3 separate regions of the Arachis hypogaea genome follow, and all the other regions are linked to region 1. A link is a contact called in public Hi-C data. All regions are on one chromosome and are shown on one strand. Each heading gives the region's core, a stretch centred on a gene start, on an enhancer-like site or on the middle of the called end of the contact. The rest is flanking DNA. Distances are from core to core; before and after follow the strand shown. Region 1 holds the start of LOC112696571 (ACT domain-containing protein ACR10). Region 2 holds the start of LOC112696573. Region 3 has its middle 11 kb from the start of LOC112700489.

What was found. A called contact is a pair of places that touch in the nucleus more often than the background predicts.
Region 2: a contact with region 1 is called in a Hi-C map of leaf, with 2.8 times the contacts expected there. The contact joins the promoter of LOC112696573 here to the promoter of LOC112696571 in region 1. A contact is called at or near these places in 2 of 8 Hi-C or Micro-C datasets (both in leaf).
Region 3: a Hi-C map of leaf shows a contact between it and region 1, with 2.7 times the contacts expected there. The contact joins the enhancer-like site here to the promoter of LOC112696571 in region 1. A contact is called at or near these places in 3 of 8 Hi-C or Micro-C datasets (all in leaf).

The regions. Positions count from the first base shown.
Region 1 is chr6:43,903,862-43,908,440 of arahy.Tifrunner.gnm2.J5K5, reverse strand. It overlaps LOC112696571 (ACT domain-containing protein ACR10), which reads right to left and starts at 2,441. Exons shown (of 6, transcript XM_025749391.3): 1 at 1,798-2,441; 2 at 1,488-1,709; 3 at 963-1,068; 4 at 239-575; 5 at 1-92. The coding sequence starts at 1,951.
Region 2 is chr6:44,394,703-44,399,281 of arahy.Tifrunner.gnm2.J5K5, reverse strand. LOC112696573 reads right to left here and starts at 1,927. Exons shown (of 21, transcript XM_072198166.1): 1 at 1,445-1,927; 2 at 800-1,339. The coding sequence starts at 1,324.
Region 3 is chr6:43,543,941-43,548,519 of arahy.Tifrunner.gnm2.J5K5, reverse strand. No RefSeq gene overlaps it. Among protein-coding and RNA genes, the nearest start is that of LOC112700489, 11 kb to the right of the region's middle. Within about 2 kb of position 2,124, at least 2 of the 3 cell types and tissues checked have open chromatin away from gene starts, as enhancers often do.

The DNA.
Region 1 (4,579 bases), core at 1,192-3,691:
GAGTCGACTATCTTTTTGCCATCGGCTTGCATGATGAACAAGTCAAGCTCACATTTTCCTCTAGGTTTTGTCATGAAGCGTCCATAAGAAATCTGTTAAAGTGACAAAGCACTGTTCAAGTAACATGCCGAGGGAGAAGAATATGTACTTTTTGCAATTCATATATAATAACCTGTATCACTTCAACCAAAATCGGGTGTTTGGAATGTTGTATCATTTATGTTTCAAATGGCTATACCTGAATATTATAGTCCTTCAGAGTTCTCATGATGTCATAAAGAAGACCTTTGTGATCTTGGCACATAATTTGGACAAGTGTGTGGGAAGGACTCAGCAAATTGTCCATAACAATGGAGATAGAATCTGATGTGAAAACCCCACCTCGACCAGGATCGGGCAATTCCAAATTGAATATATCTTCTGTGATGGCAGTTGGAAGAAATGAGGATGCTTGAGAGCAAGCAGCAATTTCTGGACCAACCAATTCAATTTCAATCGAAATTAACGCATCCTTCAAAGTATCTGTCAACTGTTGAATCGTGTCGTCCCTTCTTTTTGGTGTATGCAGAAGTTCCCTGATATATACACAATTAAGGAGTAAGCTAGCTAATACCAGCTGGAACTGTCATCAAAATTGTCTGCTATAAAAGTTTTGCAAAACAAAACTTCACAACATGATTAGCTCACTTCCTTGGAAAACCAAAAATCTATTTATAAGAATGGGATAGGGTAACTACCAGGACAGCCATAGTTCATCACAATATTTTACTTAGCTACCTTATTAGCAGCACTCAAGTTCCTTGTATGTTTTAATAAAAGAGTACTTCACAATGGTACACCAAATCCTGTCTTAGTAAATAGACTAAGAAACTCGAGTTGAAATAAACAAACAATTAGGGGGTACTCAATCACAATTCACATGGCAAGCCTGTTCCAAGAATACTAAAAACAGAAATGTAGACCTTGTGTCGGTGATGAAAAACAGATCCATCACTTTGCCGTCAGGTGTAGTAGATACCTTCACCTTCTTTATGGTTAACTCTAGCTCACAAAGAACCTCTGTAACATCTGTCCAAACAATAAAAGAGATTCAATTAGTCTATTTCCTCAAGAATCAATGATGGTGTAAAAAAAAAAAAAAAAAAAAAGAAAAAACTAGATAACTTCTAATCAATATACACAATGGAATTTTAGAATTGGAAATATTTTAGACTATAACAACATCACTTGCCAATCTAAACCTGTGAGTTTACATTCCTTTTAGCATGCTTTTCACAACAATCAAACATAACTCTTAGTGTCTAGGATAGAAAATATAGAAAACACCGAAATAGAGGAAATTTTGTCCTAGGACAGAGATATTTTGCATGTTTCTGTATCTATTTGCTTCTCCTGAAAAGTCAAAACAATTTTAGAGAGTTACCAATTTACAAATTAACAAATAGGGTTTCCAAAAAAGGAAGAGGGGAGGGGGGTCCCTAACTTACCATGCAAAAGGCCTCTACGATCATGGCAACAAAACTTCAAGAGGAAGACATCAGGGGGCTTCGGTGGTTGCTGCAACTCAGAGCGGTAATATGAGATTCCAGAGGCAGAGGAGCAAGAAGGGCATGCCCCAATTAGCCTCTTCTTCAACAAACTCCACCTTGTCTTCTCTCTCCCCACCACCCACAACACTATGTAGCACCATTTCCCATCCGTTGAAACATCTTCCAATATTCCATCAAAACAAAAAAGTGTTATGCCTAAATGACCATGCTTGAAGTGTGCATACATAGTGAAAAATTGGGGGCTTACCTCCTCGCACAATGCTAAGACCAAAGAAGAGAATGATGCGGCACAGATCACAACCAAGACCAGTCTTGTCAGGGCAATTCACGGTTATGACGGTTGGGCCACCTTCTTTGTCTGGCTGCCTTATGATCACCACATCGTCCTGTAATATTCCCATCTTCTTCTTCTTCTTCTCCTCTCTAATCCAACGCTATTTTCTAATCTTTCAGGAGTAGTGGTGATTCTTCTGCTGATGTTAAAAGGGTTTTTAATTTTAGTGTGATATACGGGTACTATTACTATTGGTACTGTCCGAGTAGAAGATGAAGAAGAAGAGAGAACAGAGAACTGCAACTGCAACTTTTCTCTCTCTGTCTCTCACTTCGGCTTCACACTGCTGTTCATTGCTGAATCCTCTTCCATATTATTATTATTTTTTTTTTGGTTTCGGATTTATGGAAGGACTGCTGGGTTTGTTTGTTGCGGTAAACGATATATCGTCAAAAGAGATAGAGGATGAGACACGAGTGGCACTGGGATTCTGAATTTAGTAATTTACTGATTAACCGAACCCAACCACCCAACCGAACTGTTCCCCCTATCCCCATGAAGAAAAGAAGAAAAAGTGGATAATGCAATTACAAATTTCCAATTATCATCTTGCATCCATATTAAAATAGCATTTGATCTTCTTAATAATGTTGATGTCAAAAGTTATCAGAATCAATATTGTTTGATATAAAAAAATATTTGCTTTGGCTAAAATAAATAAAAAAACTGATTGATATGGCTCTTAAAAAATAAATTGATTATTTTTAATTAAACTAATTATGTGAATATATAAATATTTATCATTTATATTTTCAAATAAAAATAAATCTGAATATCTTCATGTGAGTTTCTATTAAATGCAACTAGAAATGTAATGTATAATCAACTAGCACTATGAAATTGTTACGGACATTAGAAGCCCATATACTGGTCCAAAGAATGCTACGACCCATATAACTAAAAAGTAAAAAGATAGCAAACATACATTATCAATATTTCAAATTCGTAGCTGAGACCTATCTAAGTGGCAAAGTTTTTGCCTTTTAAGTTGCTACACCTGAGTTTGATACTCAACGGTAGTTAATGGTGAGTCATGGATGTGGAATAAAATCTTGTAGCACTATTAGCTCCTTGTCTTTGGATGATGTTGGTTTTGCTTCCTCATTAAACATAGATTCAGAGATTTTATGTTTATAATACACATGAATAATTTTTTTATTCTTCTGAGTAAGGTAATATATCTCTATGAACTCTTTGTCATGTGTCACAATTCTAAGATTAGTTTGCAATAGCCTATTAGGCACCAACCACCAATACTGGATCACATTGTCATACCCATTCTTCTTGTAGTAGTCTTAGACAAAAAATACATTCAGTGTATCTATGTCAATTCTCGGCAACTAAAAAATCTGTCCACCATTGTAATTCACACTTCTATCATGCTATGTGATAAATGACCCTCCATGATGAAATATGATGGTAATCAAAGGACCATCTATATAAAATTTAAAAACAAAAATTCATGATTGAACTCATCATCTTCAACCACATTTACAAATTGGAAACTTCACAACTAAAACACAAAATCATGTTTTCAACTGTAAATACAATAAACCCTAACAGATAATAAACAAGTTTTCACCATGACAAACAACCCTTATCTAGTCAATAGTTTCATTAGCTTAACCACTCAGAAAGCTAGTTGCGATCAAACCCTAGCAAACATTGCGAAACATAAACATGCATACCCATACATTACACTCCAAAAAATTGTTTTTAACTACTAAAGATATTAAACTAATAAAAATACCAAAAAACAGAGCACTCCTATTATCACATAATTTTTTTTCTTTTTTACCTTACCTCTTTTAGAGAAACCAACCTTCAGTACAGTCTTTGTCTGATGCAGATGACGAAACCGATCATCCAGAGCAGTCGTCTTCCAACGTAATCGCTACAGTTACAGCCTTCACACCACCGCCATTAATGAGTATAGGGGAGAAGGAAATACTCTGTTTGTGTTGTATTTTGAGAGGGTGAGACAATACGTTACGTTAATGTTTGAGGGATGATTCTTCAAAAGCAGTTTTGGAGTGAAATGACGTCGTTTTAGGGAATTTACACGCCATCAACAATACTACGTTGTTTTAGCGTCGCCAGCATGTCATCCAATTATCCAGATCAGCTTTCCGGTAACGCCAGCTGGAGAAAATGTGCCAGAAGGACGAGACTGAGTCCTGGCGTGCAACTTCAGGGACAAATATGGGTAACTGTTAAATTCAGGGACTACTATGAAGCACGTGTGTAACTTCAAGGACCATTCTAAGGCTTAGCTCGACCTATCTAAGAGTGGCAAAGTTTTTGCTTTTTAAGTTGCTACACCTGAGTTTGATACTCGACGGCAGCTGAGTTACTAGTTGTAGTTGTAGTGTGTGTCAGTAAGTGGGTGGGTGTGTGTATAACAAACAAAAAATATTTTGAATTTGAATATTCAAACCAATAAAAAAGGAAAAGTATAGGTAGACAACAACATTGTTGAGCAATGTGAACAATGGGGTTAAAAGAGTAAATTAATCCTAAATTTAATTAGTGGCATAGTGTGTTTTAGTTGAATTGAGCCAATTTTAGGGCCCGTTGTTTATGTTGTTCAAAAAAGTCATTAGTTACCTAGCATAACTGACGTGGCGGAAATGAGCCGATTAAGAATTTATAGTGAAAATGGCGTTGCAAGTACAGTCTTAATCGATGAAAATCT
Region 2 (4,579 bases), core at 678-3,177, 490 kb before region 1:
CTCCTTTTTTCTCTTATTTATGCTAACAACTCAAATGTTATTCCGTATTAGACAAGAGCACAATCTAATAGTGGCCCATACCGCTTCTGCTATTGCCTAGTAGCTAAATCAATCGCTAAAATTTGACTAGCAGTAAACTAGAAGTCTATAAGGAATGAAGTACAATTCAATTCAATTCTTATTTTAATTTTATTCATTCATTAAAAATAAGATGTGGCGTGGCCACTTATATGCTGCACAATCTACTATTGGCTATGGCATAAAGCTAATTTGGATATTATTACCACTTACAACTATATTTAACATTTGAAAGGTTAAAACATGTATTTATCAACTTAAAAATGAATTTAATTTCCTACTGTTAAAATGTTTTACATAAAAATTCAATAGTATATTGAAATATTATTTAAAACTAACTAAATTAAAATTCTAAACAGATAAATTTAATTAAAAGATTATATAAAAAACTCGTGAAAAATAATCGAAAACATCTATATTTTTTATTTCTCATAGAGTCCTCTAATATAATAAGATCAATCACTAATTTATCGTGCACCTGAACTCTGTTTAAAATTTGTTGTTGGCCACAAACTACACAAAGTAAAATTTGAAATCCATTATTACCTAAAAGGACAAGTAAACTATCGACTATATTATATTTGTACCTAAATATGAAAACGCTTTTTTTAGTCCTTCTTCTCATAAAATCTTCTTAAGTAAAGTTTCTAACTAGATAGTCCAAAAAAGGAATAGAAGAAAAACCTGAGTCATATTTCACAAAATCACAAACATAACGAACCTTCTTAATACCGCCCATGTAAACCACCGAGACCCCATCAAGAAGACCAGTGTGGAAGAGCTCCTTCACCGTCATGGGCGTCTTGTTGACCACAATCTTCTTCGACATCTTCATTTCCAACTTGTTCCTCGATATCCCGCTCACCTCTCCACCAACATCATTCGAAACGACTTTCCCTTCCAGTGCCGCCGACCGTCGTGTAAACCGCTTAAATGGCCTAACCATCGAAACGCTGAGCTCGCATTTCGGTTCGGAACACTTGTTCTTCTTTCCCGCCAAAATTTTTGTTCCGTTATTTTCTTTCATTGGAAGCTTGGCATTCGGTTCTACGTCTTCGCGAATCCTGAATTTCTTAGATTCATTGGTATTGGAAATTTCGTTACATAAATTCCGGTGTCCCATATTAGCTCTGGTATAAACAATGTAACCGTTCACCATGGAAACGTTCCTCGTGTTGCTGCTGCCGCCGCCACCGCCGCCAATGAAATCCGGCACCTCAGCTGGAACGAGCGGAGACTGATCCATCGGTTAGTTCAGTAACTGCAATGAAAACAAAATTGAAAGGCAAAACAAGAAATATCAAAAAGAATTGTGAAGTTGTAGGCGGAGAAAGGGAAATGAATGAGAAAGGAGAGTGAAATATACGAATAGCAGACACAGCGCATTGGAAGTGACGGAAAATTGAGGATAATTGAGAGTGAGAATCAGTGTAGGGTTTTTGGAGCAGAGTTCTGTCTCTGTTCAGTTTCCAACACTCCAAGTCAATAGCTAAGTCGGCAACTCTGAGGAATAAGAACGGTTATCACTGGTACATGGGACACCCTGGTACACATCGAACAGAAGATGATTGAGAATTGGGGGAAAGGGGGGGTTTTAACATCGGAAATTTATCTTATTTCACACCACTTTAATTTTGTGGGGACAAGACAAGACCATCTTTGTCTCTTTGGTATCTCTATCTAGACTATTTTTTCTCTTAACTTTAGTAAATATTCAATTAACAGACAAATCGTATGATTAATTTACTTCTTGTTGTGATAAACACAATAGATATAGATGCCCATTAATATCATGGTTGGGTGACTCACTTTTTATATTACCAAAAAAGAACTTACATTAATGAAGGTTGAAAATTTTTTTTCATTATGCTTATAAAAAGAGGTTAAGCATCCGTCAATATTACACACAACAACTAAATAATATTCTCTCTCTCTTTCATATTATTAATCTTTATTTTCTCTCTTTGTATACCTTACTATAATATTAGTAAATATATTAATCATATCTATTATATTGTGATAATAATTGTGATGAATATTACTATTAGAGATATAATTATATTTTATATTTATTACATCTTCTTTATTTATTTATTTATTTTACAACACGTTATCAGCACGAGACTCTGATCAAATTTTTTGAAAGACTCAGGTAACAAATTTTCATTATGTCGAAGCTCTCTTATCTTGAATTCAATGCTCTTGATATTTCTGGAAACAATTATTTATCATAGATATTAAATGCTGAAATCCATCTTGATTCAATAGATCTTGGAGATACCATTAAGGCTGAAAATAATGCATCCCAGAAGGATAAAGCCAAAGCCATGATTTTTCTTCGTCGTCATCTTGACGAGGGATTGAAAAATGAATATCTGACATTAAAAGATCCTGCAGATCTTTGGAAAGACCTTGAAAAAAGGTACAATCATCAAAAAATGGTGATACTTCCTCAAGCTCGATATGAATGGACGCACTTGCATCTACAAGATTTTAAATCTATAAATGAATATAATTCTGCAATGTTTCGAATCACCTCACGAATAAAATTATGTGGGAAAAAGATAACTGATCATGATATGTTAGAGAAAACTTTCTCAACTTTCCATGCCTCGAATGTGCTCCTGCAGCAGCAGTATCGAGAAAAAGGGTTTAAAAAATATTCTGAGTTAATTTCTTGCCTTCTTGTTGCTGAACGCAACAATGAGTTGCTATTGAAAAATCATGAAGCGCGCCCAGCTGGCGCCGCCCCATTTCCTGAAGTAAATGCGGCAAATTACCCCAGAATATGTAAATGACAAGCTTTTAATAATAAGAAAAATTATGGAAGGAAAAGGAATTATATTCAAAAGTGAGGATCTCACCAGAAGTGGGATAAAGAAAGAAATATGGGCAGAATAAATCAACAGAGGATAAGTGTTTCCGTTGTGGTGGAAAGGGTCATTGGTCATGTACCTATCGTACCCCAAGGCACCTAATCGATCTTTACCAGGCATCTTTGAAAAAGGACGACAAGGAAAAAGAGTCAAATTTTGTTTCAAATGATACTGAAAATTTCACCACTCATTATGATGTATCTGATTTCTTTGAGGATCCTGAAGGGAATATTGGTCATTTGATCAATGATGGAATAGTTTAATATGTGAGATTGTTAAGTATTCATGAAAATAAATAATGTAAAGAACTTATTGTTAAGTTTTATCTTCTATGTATTTGAGTTTCAAATATGATGTATATAAATAATGAAATGTCAATGTTTATGAATTTTGAAATCATTAAATGTATCATGCTTCAAAAATAAAATTTTAGCATATGACATTATTTTTATGTACAATGTTTCTTAGAAAAATAATTCTGATCAAGTATTCAATTTAGCTGTGCATACTACTCATTTTATTATTATTTGTCTTTGAAGAGAATGGCAAGGATATGTAATGAAGATGTATGCCTTGCGAATAGTGCAAGTTCGCACACTATTCTCAAAAGTGATATATATTTTACCCATCTTGTGCCAAAAGAAGAATATGTTAATACTATTATTGGCTCAGGCAATGTGATTGAAGGCTCTGGAAGAGCTATAATTTTGTTTCCTGGAGGAACAAAATTTATAATAAATAATGCACTATTATCTACCAAGTCCTTGAGGAACTTGTTGAGTTTCAAAGATATTCGCCGAAATGGATATCATGTTGAGACAATGAATGAGGAAAATCATGAGTATTTATGTATCACAACTCATGATTCAAATAAGAAAGTTATATTAGAAAAATTACCCTCACTTTCATCTGGGTTATATTACACCAAGATTAGTGCAATTGAATCGCACACCATTGTAAACCAGAAGTTTACTAGCCCAAATGAATTCATAACTTGGCATGATAGATTGGGTCACCCGGGAACAACCATGATGAGAAGAATTATTGAAAACTCTCATGGACATTCACTAAAGAACCAGAAGATTCTTAAATCTAGTGAATTTTGTTATGCTGCATGTTCTCAAGGAAAGTTAATTTTAAGGCCATCACCAATAAAGATTGGGTTTGAGTCCCCTGAATTCTTAGAAAGGATTCAAGGTGATATATGTGGACCCATTCATCCACCATGTGGATCCTTTAGATATTTTATGGTCCTAATAGACGCATCTTCGAGATGGTCACATGTGTGCTTATTATCTTCTCGCAACCTGGCGTTTGCGAGATTACTGACTCAAATTATTCGATTAAAAGCACAATTTCCAAAAAATCCAATCAAAGCAATTCGTCTTGATAATGCTGGTGAATTTACTTTCCCAAGCTTTTGATGCTTATTGTATGGCTAATGGAATAAGTGTTGAACATCCAGTAGCTTATGTTCACACACAAAATGGGTTAGCAGAATCGCTTATTAAACGCCTCCAACTAATTGCTAGACCCTTACTTATGAGAACAAATCTCCCAACCTCGGTTTGGGGGCATGCTATTTTACATGCCGTAGCACTTATTCGTTTGAGGCCAACGAGTTA
Region 3 (4,579 bases), core at 875-3,374, 360 kb after region 1:
TTTATTTTATTCGATTTACATAAAGAGTTAAACAAGACATGTATGTAACCAAATTTAGTTTAGAATATTTGTATAATTTTGAACCTCATTCAATTTATCTATGTAATTTACCCAAAAAAATTGTAATATTTTTAAAAATTATTAATCAAAATACATAAAACAAAAAAAATAATACAAACTAAAATAAAATTAATTTAATTATTCCAGTCAAATTAAATAATTAATATAATTGATTAGTTATTGTTAATTTAATCAAATAAAATATTAAATAATTTAATATTTATTTTAATAAAATCAAATAAATGATTAACTATAAAATTTTTAAAAATTATTAATCAAAATATATAAGACAAATAAATTAATTCAAGCTAAAACAAAATCAATTCATTTATTTCAAACAAATCAAATGATTAATGTAATTGATTAGTTTAATTAAGGTGTCTAAATAAAATATTGAATAATTTGATATTTAACTCAATTAAATCAAAAAAATAATTATTTAATTAACGCATGTAAATAAATAAATAAATAAAATTAAAAAATACTTTTAAGAATATGTCATGTCAATAACTATGCTATTTATTAAAAAAAATTAACTTTAATAATATATAATAAAATAATATTAAGGAAGTGAAAATAGAGTAGGAAATCAGATATTTAAATTTAATTTATCTTTTAAAATTTCATTTAAAGAAAGAGAAACTACCCTCGCAAGAAATGCTTTTAAAAATTATAAATAGATAGAGATAATATTTATTGAATTTTTATTAGAAATTCAATTTGGTCATTAGATTTTAAAACGAACTAATTTGATTTTTGAGTTATATAATCGCAGATCGTAATGGTGTTTTAATCATCAGACTAATTATTATCGTAAAAAATGCTAATATATAAAATTAATTATCTATTTCTATTTTATTACACAATGGGAATTAAAAAGAAATTTTGTATATTTTTTTCTTAAAATATTTCTGGTCATATACATCCACACAAATAAGTTTTTTAACTTCTAAGAATTAAATTCAAATTTTATTAATCAAAATATAAACTATTTATTATCTTACATAATATTATATTTAGATTATTGTCGCGTATATTTAAACGTGTTTATTAGTATACTAGTTACTATAGCAGTGATTTAAAATAATACTTTAAAACCAAGATAATCAAATTGATTTTTATGTAAAAATTGAGACAAAATTAAATATCATCTTTAGATAAAAATATTAATGTTAATAATAATATTATATAATTAATAAATATTATTATTTTAAATTAATATTTAATTAATAATAACTTATATTTTTAAAAATTTTTATATATAAAATATATAATTTATATTTATATTTATTAGAATTTAGATATATAAATTAATATAATTTATATATACTTATTAAAATTTATGTATATAAATGAGTAAATTTTTTTTAAAGATAATTTAATATTTGTATTGGCTAATTGCTAGCTAAAATTGTTAAACTCGGTTAGTCTCTAAAGTTTTTTTTTTTTTTTTTGTAATATTAGTGCATTAGTTAGGATCCTGGATCCCATTCCCAATTTCCCATTATCTATCCTATAATGCTCCTCAGCTGGCCTCTAGCGTGGCTCCAAAATCCAAACACATTGGCCATTGGAGTGGTCTTCCACCTTTTTCTTTGCCTTTTCTTTTAGCCTTGAATTGAATATTCAAAATTAAAAAAACATAAATATGAGTAGAATATTCAAAGTAAGTTAAAGTAAAAAAATGAGCAGTGCATATGTATGTGTTGGGTTGAGGTGGCTTCCTCGAAGTTTCGTTAAAATCGTAATCTCATTTGCGGAGAAGTTGGAAGAAAAGGAATCATCTCCATCTCCTGCTCGATAAGAAAATAAATAAACAAAGTTAAAATGAACGAATGAATAATTTTAAGATACTCGTTGCTAAAATAAAATAAAATACAGATACTCTTTTAAATTAGAAATGTGCAAAAAGTTTTATAAATAAGATAAGAATTTAAAATTTTTAAATATACTAAATAAATAATTTTAACATTTATCTGTGGAAGTTAAAACAATATAGGCACATCACGTGTTGTTTGCCTAAAAAGATGGTACCGTCACGTGACTCTCTATAAATATAAAGGTGGGGGTGCTCAAAAAGAGGTATCTCTATTCTCTACCATCATATTCATACCATACCTACCATCCCATTTGGAAAACGTTAATCCTTTTTATAATAATCGCATTCTTCGGATCAGAATCTTTTCTCCCTCTCGAATCCACCTTGCATTCTTCACCATATCTAAGAGATCAAATAGAAAAATCATGCATAACTTTCACGAGAAATATACAAACAAATAAACATATTGCCCGTAATAATATATGTAAAGATATTTTCGGCATTGGAAAGGAATATAATTTATATTCGTTTATAGTTCCTTTATTAAATTAAATTAAATTTTAAACAAAAATATTTGATTGTATCGATAATAAAAAGATTATTTAATTTTTTAAAATTTAAAATTTAAAAAAATATTAAATTATTTATTTAAATATATATATATATATATATATATATATATATATATATATATATATATATCATTGTCTTATTTAATATTTATTAATTATTACTGAACGAGCTTCAATTCATGCGCATGCCTCAGGTACGCGCACACGTCGCTCCTCGCTGGTTATCTCCTTTAATTCTTGTACTCCTTTCATTTATGCAAGCTTCCTCTCCATCCTCTAAGTCATTTCTACCCTATAAAGCCTGAAAACACTTAACACACAGATCACGGCATAGAATGATATAAAGGGGGATTAAAAATATACAATTTAAAAGTTTAAGAAGCAAGTTTTCAATCTTAGAACAAAATTGAGAAGGAATTGTAAAATTAGGTAAATTGTATGAATAAGTGTGAGAATGGTGGCTAAAATTCACTCAATTAAGCACAAGATGTACCACAAAATAGTGGTGCATCAAATCTCCCCACACTTAAACATTAGCATGTCCTCATGCTAAGCTCAAGGAGATAGAAAGAATGAATAGGGAAAGCAAGACTCATGCAATGCAACCTATACATGTGAATGCAACTATATGATGAAATGTCTGTACTTACTTGGTTAAGGAAATGAACAAGTTCTGCAAGACAAATAAAAATCAGATTCTACTAATTCAAATCATACAGTAAAGACCAGTAAACTTACAAGAAGATAGCTTATAAAAGCAGGGAACATAGAGTCAAGTATTGAACCCTCATTGGAAGTGTATATGCACTCTAATCACTCAAGTGTATAGGGTAATCCACTCTAGTCTCCTCCATTCATGCGCTCTTAAATTTGTTCTTCATGTAACCAATCAACAAGTATTTAGTGCACACATGCAAACATCATGAAGTCTTTTTCAAGGTTGTAATGGGGCTTAGGTAAGGGTGAGGATACATGTATGGCTAAGTGAGCTGAGAATTGAATCCTTGATTAACCTAAGTTCTCACCTAACGCACGCACATTCCCTATGCTTCTAAAATCATGCCTAACTACTCATAGTCTCACTTTTGTGTTTTTCACCTACTCATGTATTTAAATGTTCTTCTATTTTATCTCATATGCATTGATCTTTTTATTGAATTTAACATTGGGGTGCTTTCATTCCCCTAGATTTGGAATTTTTTTAATGTAAAAATAAACAAAACATTTCAATGCATATAGTTTTTTCTGGTTTCATATGAGTAGGCACCCAAATTCTCTATATTTAATTAAAGTGAAAACACAACACATTCCCATTAACCCAGGTTTTCTACAATTCCCCACACTTAGTTGATACACCATCTCTATCTTAAGCTAACCAAAAATTCAATTGAGATAATTAATTATTTTTCTGCTTAAGGCTAGTGATGTGGTAATATATAGAACAAATGGGGATTAAAAGGCTCAAAGTGATAAACAAAAGTAATTAGAATGGTAGGCCATTTGGGATAGTGAACTAACAACAAATAATGGCCTCAATCATACATATGCATGAATACATTGAATACTGGACATACAGAGTGGAATAAACCATAGATTGCAATCATAGAGGAGAAGAAACATACAAGAATAAAAATTTATGGTTAGATAATGTAACCATATAATTAAGCTCAAAATCTCATAGGTTGTGTGTTCTTAGCTATAAACTATGTTTCACATACAATCTTCAAACAAGTTTAACACAAATTTCTCAATTTAAATTAGTGAAATACTATAAAATAGGATCTTGAAAAGAAACTTATTATTTTTCAACCAAGTAGAGCATACATGCAAATATTTATTACTATGCAATCTAACCTATCTACAAAAGAAAAAAAATAACCTACTGGTGTTAAGAAAGAGAACAGTTACCTCCGGAAGTCAGGTACTGACCGACCTCCACACACTTAAAGCGTGGCACCGTCCTTGGTGCCATCAGTTAGGAACAAAGGGGGGGCTGGTAACAACATCTCCACAGTCAGGGTTGTCATGGCTCCCGGTGTTGGTAGGTGAGGTGGAGTCCGGAGTGTCTAGTACATCTTCAGGTGGGTGGCTGCCAACAATAAGCTCCTTGAGGTATGTAAATCGGTGC